2 separate regions of the Columba livia genome follow, and region 1 is linked to region 2. Evidence: chromatin contacts called from public Hi-C data. All regions are on one chromosome and are shown on one strand. The core of a region is the stretch at or near the end of the contact, and the rest is flanking DNA. Distances in the headings are between cores, read along the strand shown.

What was found. A called contact is a pair of places that touch in the nucleus more often than the background predicts.
Region 1: a contact with region 2 is called in a Hi-C map of liver, with 2.9 times the contacts expected there. The contact joins two enhancer-like sites. A contact is called at or near these places in 2 of 2 Hi-C or Micro-C datasets (crop and liver).

Annotation. Positions count from the first base shown.
Region 1 is chr3:74,718,432-74,725,407 of bColLiv1.pat.W.v2, reverse strand. FRMD1 (FERM domain containing 1) reads left to right here. Exons shown (of 13, transcript XM_065057675.1): 13 at 1-2,695. Among named protein-coding and RNA genes, the nearest start is that of FRMD1, 45 kb to the left of the region's middle. Within about 2 kb of position 4,482, at least 1 of the 3 cell types and tissues checked has an H3K27ac peak away from gene starts, as active enhancers do.
Region 2 is chr3:74,622,404-74,629,911 of bColLiv1.pat.W.v2, reverse strand. The region is part of intron 22 of AFDN (afadin, adherens junction formation factor); the gene reads right to left. Among named protein-coding and RNA genes, the nearest start is that of KIF25, 39 kb to the left of the region's middle. Within about 2 kb of position 4,986, at least 1 of the 3 cell types and tissues checked has an H3K27ac peak away from gene starts, as active enhancers do.

The sequences.
Region 1 (6,976 bases), core at 3,233-5,732, 96 kb before region 2:
GTCCATTTGTGTTAATGCTAGTATACAGATAGTGTGGTTGTCTTGAGCTTGTGCTGCTGCAACACTGCCAACAGCTGTCAGGCCAGGGAATTCTCTGAGCACATTTGGAGGGCTGCGTGTGGAAGTGTCTGGCCTGTTTCTGATGTAAAGAATGCAAGTTGCCTGTTTGTTTCACTGGGAGCAAGACCTGCTTTACCAGGAGTTTCTCTTTTTTTGTTGGTTTTGTTTTGTTGTAAGCATCCAGCCAAATACAATGTCTGTTGTTCTTCTTTTTTTTCCTTTTTTTTTTTTTTCTTTAATGCAACAAATGGAACTGTCTCTCATCTGTCTACTACTGCCATAAGGCAGATGGGTAAATAAATGCCTCTATCTTGGGGAGATGCGGGAAGGGATAAAACAAATGACTTAGCTGCTTCTGAGAGTACAGCAGACAACTTAAGAGCGTTAATTGTCTGGTTCTTGAAGACAGGACTGTGACTGGAGAATTTGTCCAGGCATGATCACCCCTTACTTTGAGTCATACTTCTATGTTGTTCTTTTCTTTGTTTTTAATAAATCTGTTCCCTAGAAATTTTTCCTCTGCTTAGGAGGCAAGTATGGACTGGAGAAAGTCACTTTGGAAGGACATAGTGACTGTGTCCAACTTAGTCATGGATAGGTCATGTAGGTGTGAGCATGTGGTGCTGCAGGGCTGGAGATGGTGGAAGCACAGAGTGTTTGTGTGCCAAACCAAGGGTACTTGTTTGGTGATTTTGAGTGGTGGAGGTGGCTGTGCTGGCTCTTCCTAGGAAAATAATAACTATTCTGTTTGATTCAAGCATTTGATGTGGAAAACATTCCACTACCTTGTTACATCCAAATAAATTTAAGTTTGATTTCCTTATTTATCTTCCCCCAGTACCTCCTCCCCTCACCAATTCCCAGCATTTGGGAAGCTTTTACTTACAGGTGTGTATAACCTGCGCCCAGCTTTTTATAACCTTGCAGGTAAAAGCTAATCATTTCTTGGCAAACTCTAGAAGCAGACGGATGCTATTCTGCTGGTTGAGGAAGTGTGTGTTGTGCTGTGTCGATCACCCAAAAGCTGAAGATAGCCAAATTCGGGAAAGGAAAGAAGCCAAACCATGACGAGGAGGGTTTGAGCTGTTGGTTTGACAGTGGGCTTGCAGGCTTAGTAGCTATCTGGTAAACTGTGTTCCCGTAAGCTGTTAAAATAGCAAATCTGTGGAGTCTGTCATCTCGCTGTTTCAGTGCAAGTGAGTGTGGTGTAGAGATAGGGCGTGCAGGTGCATCTGCATTTACTGAACTGGCATCAGTAGCTGTATGTCCTCTGAGGTGAATCCAGCACCAAAGCCTAGCTGTGTGTTTGACGAACGAATGATGGGCTCAAACTCAACGTAGCCATGACTTAATTGACCATGCCCTCTTTGATCACACTGTTCTTTCTTTTTGTAATGAACAATTAGGAGCTATGTGTTCACTGTAGCCTGCTCTCCTTTCTTCCAAGTGAAGCCAAAATGCCTTTACAGAGTCCTTGACGTATGTTTACTGCATCCAAAATAAAGTCTGCTAAATGGATCTAAATGGGTAAAGAACATCTGGCTGCTCCAGTCAAGCCTCCCGCTCTTGGTCTTTCCCTGTTACGTGGGGCCTGTTTGGCCACAAGCTGTGGGAGACTGGCATGACCAAGGTCTGGGAGGCCAGAGGCTGTGCTGCAAAGAGCAGCCTTGTTCTTGCAGCCACCATGGAGCTGTAGGGATGGCTCTTACTGCAGTAATGCCCATCTGTCCAGGGAAAAGGTGAGGGAGGCATCTGGAATGGTGGCCCCACTAAAGTGTTGCTCTCCCATCCATGCAGATATACAGTTACCCATTCTGGCAATGGTTGTTAACAGGGAAAAAGCTCAAAGTTAAGTGGGTATAGTTTGGAAAAGTGTCATAAAACACACACGTGCACCACATGCTCACATCCATGCGCTCTTGTCTCAAAGACAATCACGTTCATTCGTGCTTCAGCCTAACAACCTTACTAAAGTGTATATTGCCACCAAGCAGCTTGGTATTTTCTTTTTGCAGCTACCAAGCATCCAGTGGATTTGGTGAAATGCTGTAATCCTGCTGTCTCCAGTTAAAAAATACACCGATGCTTGAAAACAGTGTAATTGGGTCTTGCGTGAGCATCCACTGCCTTGTATACACAAGGAGGTTTCTTGTATTTATTCACGGCTGGTGGGATAGGTAAACTCTCCTGGTCTGACTGTCCTCTTGGTCTATGCAGCTCCCTCCAGTACTGTGAGTTACATGTGCACATCAAGGGGAGACTGGACATTTTTGTGTGTAGACTGAGAATGAATATCTTACAAGCACTGTGAATACCTATTATGCAAGTTTTTGTATTCATATGAAAAAAAAAACCTCTTCCTGCTAGTAATAGATTTATTTTTTTGTTTGGATTTAGAAGGTCTTTTGTTATTTTTAGTTTTGACTAGTTTGGTAGAGGGTAATGTGTAAGCATTTATCAGCTGATGTTAGAACCTAGTTGCCAATATTTGTACATATTTGTAAAATATTCATGGTATAATCACTCTATTTTAATGGTAAAAGTTTCTCCTTTCCATGAAAGGAATTTCATGTTTAAAATGAGATATAAATAACTATATGTACACCTGCAATAAAGTATGGATAGAAAAATATAATTGTTTATCTGTATAATTTTCATTCCTCCAAGAGGAGCATGTCAGTGACATCTTCCATTCCAGACAGGTAGGTTGTAGAAAGTAATTTGCTGCCATACTCTAATCCATATGAGTAGTGACTGGAACAGCTCCTTTTCTTCCCTGCCACTCTGAGGAGCACGATGCCAAAGGGGCCTCTGTCAGATATTGCGGACCCAGTTGAGCAGGTTGGAGTCAGTGGGAACACTAATGGGAGCTGAATCTAACTGAAAAGACAAGTTAAGCTGCTTGTGGCGGCTAGTCCAGAAAACTGAGCATGCGAACTCCCAAGGGTGTAGAGAGATCCTGTCAGCATCTTCCCAGGGGCCAGGAGGATGGGCGCACCAGCCCATGTGTTACCAAGTGCTGCTGAAGAGCTCTCTGCCCTAAGTCGCCTAGCCTGCTGGCCTGGTGTCTGGCATGGATAGAGGAAAGTTCTGGGTTTTTTTGAGGACATAAATCTACAAAGAGGTGCCATAGTATAACTACTCACATCTCTTCTCAAAGAAGCTTGCTGACTGAGGTTCCCTTGCATATGTATTTTTTCCCCCCCTCTTCTCTGGATACATTATGCACTACTAAACTAGTGTTAATTTTATTTTTTTAATGTACTTTGATATTGTAGCATTGCCTCTATTCTTACGACTTCCCCTCCTGTACTTCATAATTCTGTCTACTACCTGTTGTGTTTTGAGTATATAAATTTTCAAGGGCTTTGACGACTCATCCAGCTCTGGTTTGGTGATGCTGGAAGGAAGAGGTTTGGTTACACATGGAGCTTTCTGTACAAGTAAAATTAGATATTAGGCAAGTATTAAGTTACCTAACTGTGAAGGGCTTTGTCCTTTCTCTTTGTTTTGTTGCTTGGCAAGTAATAGCACCTTCTTGCCTGCTAGGGTGGATTGCTGCTGACCAGAATATGCACAATGAATCTGTCTCTGAAGATGGGACTTCGTGGTACCAGCAAACCCTGTGTGGGCTCAGTAAAGTGATGGTGTGGGATGGGGGAGAAGTTGCTGCACCAGATCTGTGTTGAGGCATGCCAACTGCAGGAGCTACTTGGAGGTAAGGACTGAAGGAGTGTGCTGCTGCTGATGGGGAAGGGGGTGTTTTAAACCGCCACAGGTATTTTGGGTGAAATGAGAGCAGTTTCTCAATGGAGCTCTTGGCAGTGAGGTCTCAGACACTGAAGGCTGACACAGTTTTCTAAGAGCCTGAACACTTCTCATGAGTAGCAAGCGATAGGATAAGAGGAAATGGCCTCAAGTTGCTCTAGGAGAGGTTCAGATTGGATATCAGGAAAAATTTCTCCACAGAAAGGGGTTGTGAAGCAGAATAGGCTGCCCAGGGAAGTGGTGAAGTCACTGTCCCTGGAGGTGTTTAAAAGGCATATAGATGAGGTTCTTAGGGATATGGTTTAGTGATAGAGCTAGGTTATGGTTGGTCTCGATGACCCCAGTCTCCTGTGCCCCTACAGGTGCCTTCACCGGTACCTCAGAGCCCTCGCTATGAAGCCTGCCCCAGCTGTGGGCGTCTTCCCAGGGGGATGATGCCCAAGGCCGTCCCCGGCCGTCATGCCGCTCCTGGAGGCCCAGCAGCTCGGAGGGAGAAGGGCGAGAACACACCTGTCTCCTCGCCGCTGCTGCCGGGCCCTCGGCGGCAGCGCGGCGAGCCGAGGCACGGAAAGGTGCCCGGGTGCGGCTGGCAGTGGCCGAGCGGGTCCTGGCCCCAGCCCTGCCCACCTCGCCGGCTGCTGCTCTCGCCCTTACGCCCGGCACCGCTCCTCTCCCCGCTGTTAACCGCGGGCCCCCCGCCCGCAGGCCACCCGCGCCCCTTTCCCACAGGGGGCTTAGTGGCCCCTGTGGGGCGGGAGCCGGAGGCAGACGCGCGGGACGACACGTTGCTCCCCGCCCGCCGCTTGCGGGGCCGGGCCCGGGCCGGGCCGGGGGGCCGCAGTGCCGGGCCAGGGCGCGGGGCGGCGCCCGAGGAGCGCGGCGGCTGCTGCCCCACGGCCGGTACTCCAGCCTCCGGGCGGGCCGCGGCCGAGTGCTGGCAGCCGGGTGCCCCTCGCTGCCTCCTCTCGCCGCCGGTACCCGCTGCACTGAGCGGCCTCACGCAGAGCTGCCGGAGAACCCGAGTGGTGCCGGGGCCGCGTCCCCCGGGGCAGCGGAAACACCTTGGGTAGCTTCTGTCGGCACACCGCCGGAGACCGAGCCGCCCGCTGTCCCCGGGCACGGACAAGCGGCCGGCTGGGGAACGGGAGCAGCCCGGGCGGTCCACGCTGGCCAAATCCTCCGAGCAGGCGGTAGTCGAGCGAGTGGAGCCCGAAGCGGTCAGTGGGTCAGTGGGCCGCCGCGGGCCCACCAAGTCCTGCGCAAAAAGTGCTTTAAGTGTTCCCAGGGCCCCGGGGCAGCATCGCTCCGGCCTGAGGGCAGCGTGTCTGGTTTCCGCATGGAGGGTGTGAACCCGAACGACACTGGGGACTAAGCTGCTGTGCCTTAGCTTCTGGGAGTCCTTGACACAGGGTGCTCTAGGTGTGAAATGTTGACATCAGCTCAAAAAAAAAAAAAAAAAAAAGTTAACAAGTCAGTTTATGTAAGGAAACTTAACTTAATTCGCTATACCTCTGCCATGGGAAGTCCCAGAGGCAAGAAGGTCTGTAATGTGGGAAGCTGTAGTTGAGGCAGCATGGCTCCGTGCCTGTAGTTTGCTTTGGTATTGTGCACGGGGCACTGATGGAGACAGGATGGGTGTAGACGAGCCTTGGGTACCACTCAGTGAAAGCAGTTTTCCTTTCATTGACGAGCTGCCCCCCCTTGGGACAAGCAGCCTTTCCACAGAACCTCTGCAGGTGTCAGAGCAGCATCACTGAGTATTTCTGCAACCACGCCCAGGAAATCACACATACTGAACTTTGAATTCCATCCTGAATTTTTAATGACATTAGCACATTTGCAATCACTTGCCTGTTGCTGCTTCTCACAGGCCAGCTCCACCTTCATGACTCAACAACGTTTTATAAAGTAAACCCACTCAAATTAGTTCTCACCCCTCCTTTACTGGCATGTGTTTGGGGACGCACTCCAGCCCATGGCCATGCTGCAGTTTTGCAATGCCGGTCAGCCAGGTACTGGCTGAATCTGTCATTTTGAACCCTGAACTTGGCCCTGGAAGGAGGAGAGTGTATTTAGTAGAGATGTGAATAGCAAGCCTTGAGTTGGAAGTCTGTTGTTCTACCACAGAGATGTAATGAGCAAAAGTCATATTTATCCTTCCTGGTAGACTGCAGGGGCAACTGAATATAGGCTATTGAAGAGCATAGCTGTGGTATTTTGAAATTCTGCTTTATTTTTATTCCTGGAAATATTAGCCTCACATTTTCATTTTAAATCTCATAAATATATTTATACCAATCTTTATTTTTCTTTCTTCAATCACTACTGTTCCCAATACACAATGAGATAATTGGATATGACATGTGCTAGAGGACTTACGTCTTAACCCACCGCATGGAAAATACCACTGAACACTTTAGCGACAGCAGGGCATTCAGTATAGGGAAAATTAGTTTGCATTAGCCGCAGAAACTACTCAGCCTCCTTGCTATGACTGACTGACAAATAGTCCGAGTTGTCTGATAACTGTGGCAACAGTGACCGATTCCCACAGCTGCGTTCCTCACCCTTTTAGAAAAGGAAGCTTTGAATGTGGCTCACTGTCTAACGGAGAGGGTTCAGACTGGAAGGGTTGCCTCGAGGCACCTCCTCCCTGCTCTTCTGCTGGCTGCAGTCTTTGGGGTTATCCTCCCCTACAAACCGTCTCAGGCCCGAGTGCATTGAAAACAGCTCTGGCTATTGGGATGAAGATCCCCGAGCAAAAATACACACTGTAGGAAGCCAGGTACTTTTCTCTCCTCAATGTGTAACTTCGGGGGATGAGAACGAGGAGGCTTTTTACCCTCTTCTGAGGCATCTGCCCTTACCCACCACTGCAAATGAAGACTGTGGTGCAGTTTGTTGTTGTTCCTGGCAGTGGTATTGAAATCTTTCTTGTCTGGTTTGTGGGCTGCATTCCTATATTTAGGGTTAAGTGGCTCTCTGTATGTATGGAGAGAGCCCGGGAAGCCAGCCTGGCTTTTGTCTGTAGCGTCTTCTGACCTGGCTCCTGAGGTCTCTGTGTTTGCAGGACCAGCAACATGGGCAATGCCCCCATCCTCTCCTCTGGCACATGTGGCTCTTACTGGGATCAGGGAGGGTTTCTGCC
Region 2 (7,508 bases), core at 3,737-6,236:
TAAAAGCAGAATGAATCCCTGTAACTAAAATGTCTTTAAAAAAAAAAAACCAAAACAGAGACAGAAGTGTAGCTATGGAGCCTGATAGCAGCCATCATGCCTGAAATCTCTTATCTGCCTACACCCAGAGTAGACTTCACTGATTTTTATCACGGCTAATTCTCTGATTCCAGAGTCTTAAGTGTACATAGAAGATCTCTGTATGTTTTTATAAACATCCTTAAAGGCAAGTTTATGCAAGAGAATCAAGTCTCCATCTGACTTCCCTGGCAAGTAATTAGTCTAGAAGCATTTAAATAACCCCAAGCTTGTGAGCATTTTAAAGAACACCAGTTTACTAAACTATGCAGCCAGTTTACAAATGTACTGTCTGGAAGGCAAAAGCAAAGATTTCTGATCACCCAAACACACTCATTCTCTAAAGCTGCATGCATTCTGTAGGTTACATCTGGATGAGTACATATTTATCTACCCTACGTACCGAACGTACTGCGGCTATGGCTCATGGAACTACTTGCTGTCGGCACAGAGGAATGAGAAAGACGAACTTTGTAGCTACTGGTCCTACCTCTAGTGAAGTCAAACTTCTCTGGACTTGAAGATCAGAAAAACCTCACTTTGTCTGAGGAAGCAAAGGCCTTGGCCACCTCAAGACCAATGTGGAGACTCTGGAAATCTGTTATTGTTAAACGAAATACTTCAGAGCATGCCATATATAATTTCCAAATATAAATGAGGTGAACAAGCCTACTGTATGTAAAACTGGTCTGTTAGTTGTGGCTACAGCTGCCATGAGTCATGTCATACCTTGACTTAAAAAGAATTTTAAAACTGACCCATGCTCCACATATGTAAACTTCTGCTTTCCTCCCTAAAACTATCTTCCACAGTCGGGGGAGAAAAACAAACATTTTTGGAATTGGACAAACTACAGTCACAAGCTGCCAAAACATTTCCAATTAAACAAAACAGGCCATGGAGATTCAAACTTTGGTGACAATCAACATTATTCACAGGCAAAGAAACATCAAGGATTTAACAGCTATGAACAATTCCATTGTAGCTTTAAGTTGTAGTGGCTGGGAAAACAAATGAAAAACAAGTGTCCTACTATTCAGAGGAAAAAAAAAAGCTGGATTGCAAGGAGTACCATATCATGTGACTCTGGAGCATCCAGCAGCTTAGAAACTTCACATCCAGAGTATCCAGAAATTCTGTTTACAAATAGTCTCGCAAGGAGTAAAGAGAAAAAAAAACAAATCTGAAGAGTTCTGTTGTTCTCTTCAAAGGAATGAGGGTTACTTGTTACTTTTTTATAAAAGAATGTTTGCAATCAAGATTGATTTGCACACAAAGCAAGCAATTGAATACACCCCGTATCTTCCTAAAGTGTGCTTCTCCCAGGAGATAAAAGACCAAAGAATGCAGGATGTTCTGTCACTGACTTCCCTGAAATGACATTAAAAACATATGCAGTATTGTAGTCTTCTGTGTATGTAGTCTTCTTGTTTTTAAAACAAACAAATCAACCAAAACAACAACAGCAATTATTGTATTTAGAAACCTTCATAAGGCAATCAGATGAACACGGAATGGAGGCAGGCTGACACAAATAGCTGTAGTGTCTTCGGAGCTGGACAGAAGTAAATCAATTTGTAACACATGCTCACACTCTGGAAACAGTGTTTCTAATAGGTATCATCTTTGATCCAAACCAAAGCAACTAAATGAACTAGCTAAAGCAATTGACCTAAAGTCTCATTCTGAGACCATAATCAAGTCTGCAGCAGTTCCTTCCCAGGTGTACTTTACTCTTGCTCTCATGAAAAGGAAAAACTGCTAAGTAAAAGCAAAATGCTTCATGCATGACATTTGTAAAAGACTAAGCAAGTTTTATTCATTAGTCTTTTTTAACCTATCTGAAAAGGAAGCCTCTTTTAGTATTATAAATGCTGCAACTTAAGATTGATATGACATTCTACAAACGCATAAAGGCACTCTTAATTTTTAACAATATGAATTAAATACATGAGCCTGTTTGATTCCACTTCTCTTTTCATTTTAAAGGAAAAATCTTTCATTGAGCTCAAGGAAAATATACTGATTGAGCTCTATTTCCCCAAATAAGGGTTAACTTTTTAATTTACGTTTGCTATAGATATTCTGTGAGTAGTGACACACTAAGGTTTATTCAGTTATATGCCAGTCTACAAGTTTTATCGCAGATTCTGTGATGCTCTTCCCCGTTAAGGCAACTTGGAACCGATGTCTCAGCTTAACCAGGTCTGCAGATAGGATTTCACAGGCAAGACATACTAGGAAATCTATTTTGGAAAAAAAAACAACAAACCTATATCTCTGCACTTTTTTTGAAGAAATGAGTCTTGGCTCTATGGCGAAGGAAAAACTACAACCGAAAAAAAACCACAGCAACATCTTCCACATAATGGTGCTCTGCAGTTTCAGACGGATACAACTTAATCCAGTATCTATCTATACACTAACGAGTATTATTAAGCACCTAAATTTGTACTCCAATCAAGAACATTATTCATACAGGAAAAAGTCTACATTTCTGAAAGTCTTCTTCTTTAATAGGAGAAAAAACCTTAAAATTTAAAAGCTCTATTAATTAACATGTACTTAAACGGAATTTTGGAAATTATTTGAATGCCAAAGTCGAATGAAGTCCGGTAGAGGAACTCCAGCTAAAGCCTATGTGCACTGTAACTTTTGCAGGCTTGCTAGCAAGTACCTGCGTACAGAAGGTATTAGTGCTAGGAGGAACAGGCACATGAAGTTTAAAACCCGCTTTGTTCCAAAAGGCATTCAATACAAAAGTCTGGTGACCCGTTTGCAGCATCAATCTAAATACAAACGAATGAAGAAGACAAACACTTTACTTGAGTAGGGCTCCGGTCTCACAGCTAGTGAGAAGAAAAATCATGCTGTGCTGGCATAAAGTTTATTTTTTACACAGCATATGAAAGCGTTAGTAAAATTTTATAGAACATCTACAAGGTACCAAAATTTAACCAAATACCCCGTTGGAAGTTATGAATCAACAAGTAAAAGGCAAATTGTTAAACACACAGCTACTTATTTGTTCATGATGAAGACTGAACTAGGAACCCACATACTATCTTATTCCTGCAAAACTTAGAAGTCTGTGCTGGAAATGGCAATTAAATACTAAGTTTTTACTTTAAGATCCTCCTAAGAAGTCTGTTAAGGCAGCGTCAGTAGTTTAGACTGCCAATGCAAATTAGTATCAAACATTAAAAACAAAACAAAACCAACTTCTAAATCTTCTAACTCAAACTCTTCAATTAATTCAAGTTGGGGGGAAAGGGCAAAATTTTTTCTTCAACACTTAGAAAGCACAGACACAAGCAGACTTCAAATACTGAGGTATCTGAAATCTTAAGAAATCTTGAAACCTGGAATACAAGTTCAGAGCTAACCAACAGTTAAAATAATCCCATCAACTGTCTATATTTGCAAATGCTGAGTGGAGAGAATCAAATCTGTGTATTATGTTATCAGTATAATTAACTATAAAACTAATTTTCAATTTTGGGAAAAAAAAGAAAAGAAGTTTAAGCCTGTTCCTTCTACATAGATCACCTACATGGTATTTGTAGAATAAACTTTCAGAAAAATTTCACATTGAAATTGATACTCCTGGTAGTCTCAAAACCTCCTTAAATGTAAGACCTTAAATTCACTGTTAAATATAAAATGACTAGGAACAGTTTAGAAATAAAGCAATATAGAATGATATAATTAAACCTTAAGAACAAACAAGGTTGCCAAATAATACAAGTTATTTATGGTTAAGATGCCACACACTTGTTTTAGGTACATAAGCCCCTTCCCCAGAATATTAATTGATGAACTTTCACACCCGGTGTTCGAAATGCTTCCTAGCAAGCGCTATGAAAATATTTAATCTGACCATCTGTTAAAAAACCTCAGAAAATACACTCTGTATTTTAAGGTGCTTGTATATATTTAAGGAAACTTTTTCTGTTATACTAATAGAAGATGACTGAGCCAGAACTAGAAGCGTGCCATACTTTAAAGAAATAAATCGTAGCATACTAATGAATTTAACCAGCCAGTGAAGATTAATCAACAAAACCTGCTCTATCATTCTTGCAGAACACGAGAATTCTTTTTGTGCAGTAGCAATCTAAACAAAATTTAAATGCTCTATTCTGTGAGTGTGTTGAACATAAGATATCCTAACTGCAATGTATTTGCATGTTTTGGTCTTTTCAGAAGGGTCTAGAGAGGATTGCAAATCCTATATATACTGTTTGGGATGTCAGTTTTAATTATTCTACTAAGACTTTATAAGGGGAAAACGGACTTTTAGAGGAACCTGGATTAAAGCCAACTAATGTGACAAGTAAACAGATCACAGGTCATGCTATTCATGCTCTGCCACAGTAAAACAGTAGTTATCACACCTGAAACTTTAAATATTAATAGTCACTTCCACGAATTTCAGAAGTGCATATGAAGAACGAGCTAAAAAAATTAGTTTTTTCTTTCTAGATTTTAGAAAGTTAGCTGCTAATATCTGACTATATTTAACCGCATGCTGTATTACATTGTTGCTACGCGAACAAATAACTACTGGCAAGTTTAAACAAGCAAGAGAGCAGGAGAAAGTACAGGGATAGTATTTAAAACTTCAGAGAAAAACAGCCCCAACAGAAACCTGAACAGACTTACCATGGATTCTGTTCTTCCAACAACAGAAAACCACATTTTGATCTCCGGGACTACAGATCCTTGAAAGAAAAAAAACAATTCTCCACTTCTCTTTCAGCCCTCAACAGCAACTACCACGCTAGTCTGCTGGGTTTTCCAAGATACCCATCAAGATAACTCGGAGCTGGATGCTATGACACAGTGTTAGCGTTTATCAACACCAGCTATAACCAATACAATATTCAGACTCTTACGTAATCAGTTATGCTGTTCTGACTTCCATGTACTTTAGAGGCTTTATTAACCTTTGAAAACTGCTAGGGAAAAAAAAAAAAAACGCCCTTTTGTGCAAAAGACAAAAATCCTCCAAATTAAACAGGAAGTAATGTGCTGGCCCACAGATGGCTCAGAAGTCACATGCGAAAGCCCCCAAAAAGCGATATATTTTTAAAGTAAACTGCATGCACACGCTGCTTCCAAATCATCTGGATTTCATAAAAACTTAACCGCAATGTGGTTGGGAGTCAGGCAGCTTTTAACATCAAAACATCTCTCAGGGTTAGAGTAACCAAATTCTGCACACAACCTCCAAAGGCAATACTGTTCCCGATGCCCGACCACTCCTACCAGCTACATTTCCATATACCTATTACAAAAGCTACTGCTAATAAAGCTACAGGAGTGTTACTGTAAGAAAACATGCAACACCTACGAAAGGGCAGAACAACAAGTTACCTTTTTGGATCACATCCGAAGCTATACAATTTAACTTTAAATAAAAATCAGTGTATTCAGTTTAAGAAATGCTGCTAGGTATTTCCCCCATTTAAACAACCCACACAAAACCCAAACAAGCACAACGCTGCCTACAGTGCTCTGGCAGCTAACAGTTGTTTCATAACTAAACTTGTTTTCTCTGACATGTATGTATCCAGCGTACATGCTTACGACATGGTTGCTCAAAGGGGCCGTCTTGCCTTGGAAAACACCCGCACAGCAAAGTCAGGCGAGGCAGGTGATGCATCATTGCTGCTCCCTGCAGCACTCCTGGCAGGCCTGTAAACTCCTATTTCACAGCTACTCATATTTTATTTAATTAGAAGCAATGCACTTAAACCTTTTATCTGTCATTAGGCAGAAAGAGGATCAAATACAGGGTTCCCCAGGGACCTAACCCTTTCATATTACTCCTTGACTCACCTCCTTTGGTTTTGGTTTGTTTTGACATTAAAGCCAATGTATTTAAAATCACCTAGTATCACAAATTGAAACCATCTATCATAAGAATAAGCAGATGCACAGCATTTCACTGAAAGTTGCATCACTTGCCTGCTTGTGTAACTTGAGCTTCAACTCCAATCATCTTCTTTGATCGCAGCAGAGAAGGTGTAACAATCGCTTGGCGATTAAAAACATTTGGAGCTGAAGCGGTTAAGGTATGGTATCTAATTTCCCCATTAAAACTCTTAATTAGCATAGACTTTATTTATCTACAACCCCCTGCAAACTAATACAATCTTAAAGAATTATCAAATGATAAATTTGGTAGATGTTTCCTCAGACATGAGCACAGCTTACTAGGAAAATGTAGATTTTTTTACAATGGGTAAAAGAAGAAAAGCAACCAGCAAGAATTATTTTTCTTTACAATGTCTGAGAACCTGCCCATTTCATCCAGCTCTAGAGTATCACCCACCCACACATTAACCAACTTCATCCAAAGCCAGTGACATGTAGGAGGAGCCTGTTAAGACTTAATGAGAAAGGCAAGGCCAGCACCAACATGCAAGGGCTGCTCACAGCCTGTTACTGAGCGCAACTATTTTGTCACCTCACAGGGGAAAAAAACCAACTGTTTTGCTAACCAAAGCTGAACAGTTTCAGGGTTGCCTTTCACTGGTTGGAGCAGAGCCTCCTGTCAGCCAGCCACTGCGTTTTCTTTTATTACAGCACTTTTGAAGCTCTCTAGAAACCAATAGTTCAATAAATGCAATTGGGTCAGCAATCAAACTGTGATCCTGTGCATGGTAGCAATATTCTGTATTTCTGAAACTGAATATGAGCTTTCATTTCTTCAACTATAAGGTACTTCCATGCAAGCATTTGATAGACAACCTTTTACTATCTAAACGTCAGAAAAACCTAAATCTATTCTCACACTTGCCTCTCCCTCTCATTTCAGCTATTCAGTTAGAGTTTAAAAAACTTTAGCAAACGGTGTACTGTATTTACTTCCTCCATTTTCCTCAGCCAAAGGAAAAAAATAAGAATTTTAATTCTTATGCTGGTAAAAGATACATGACCTGAGACATGTCAGAAAAATTATTAGTAGAAGTCAAGGAGACAGGAACAGAAAGAAAAAAACCCACCCACTATTGCTAGCTTCTCAGTCATACTCATTCTCTAATCTGCTCTGCCCTGGCCAGACTTGAGAAAATTAATGCCTGTGTATTCTTCCTTACTCTGCTGTTTTTATGAAACCTACTACAGGAAACACATGCTATTCATTACTTACAATAAGCAACTTTGGACCCCTTGAAATAACTCCTTGAAAATTTATTTAACTACTACAGCAACTTGTTTCAACACTTAATGCAAGATGACTATTGGTATCCAATGAACATACTGCTGACTTCAAATTAAGCAAAAGTTTCTCTTCAACATATTCTTAAACTGAAACAGAAATCTGCCTCTTGCTTATTTCAGATCAAGATTAAAGATGTGATTGTTTTAAAAAAAATCAGAATTCCATTATTGCAGCAGGTGCATAGCAGCAAGATGAAATG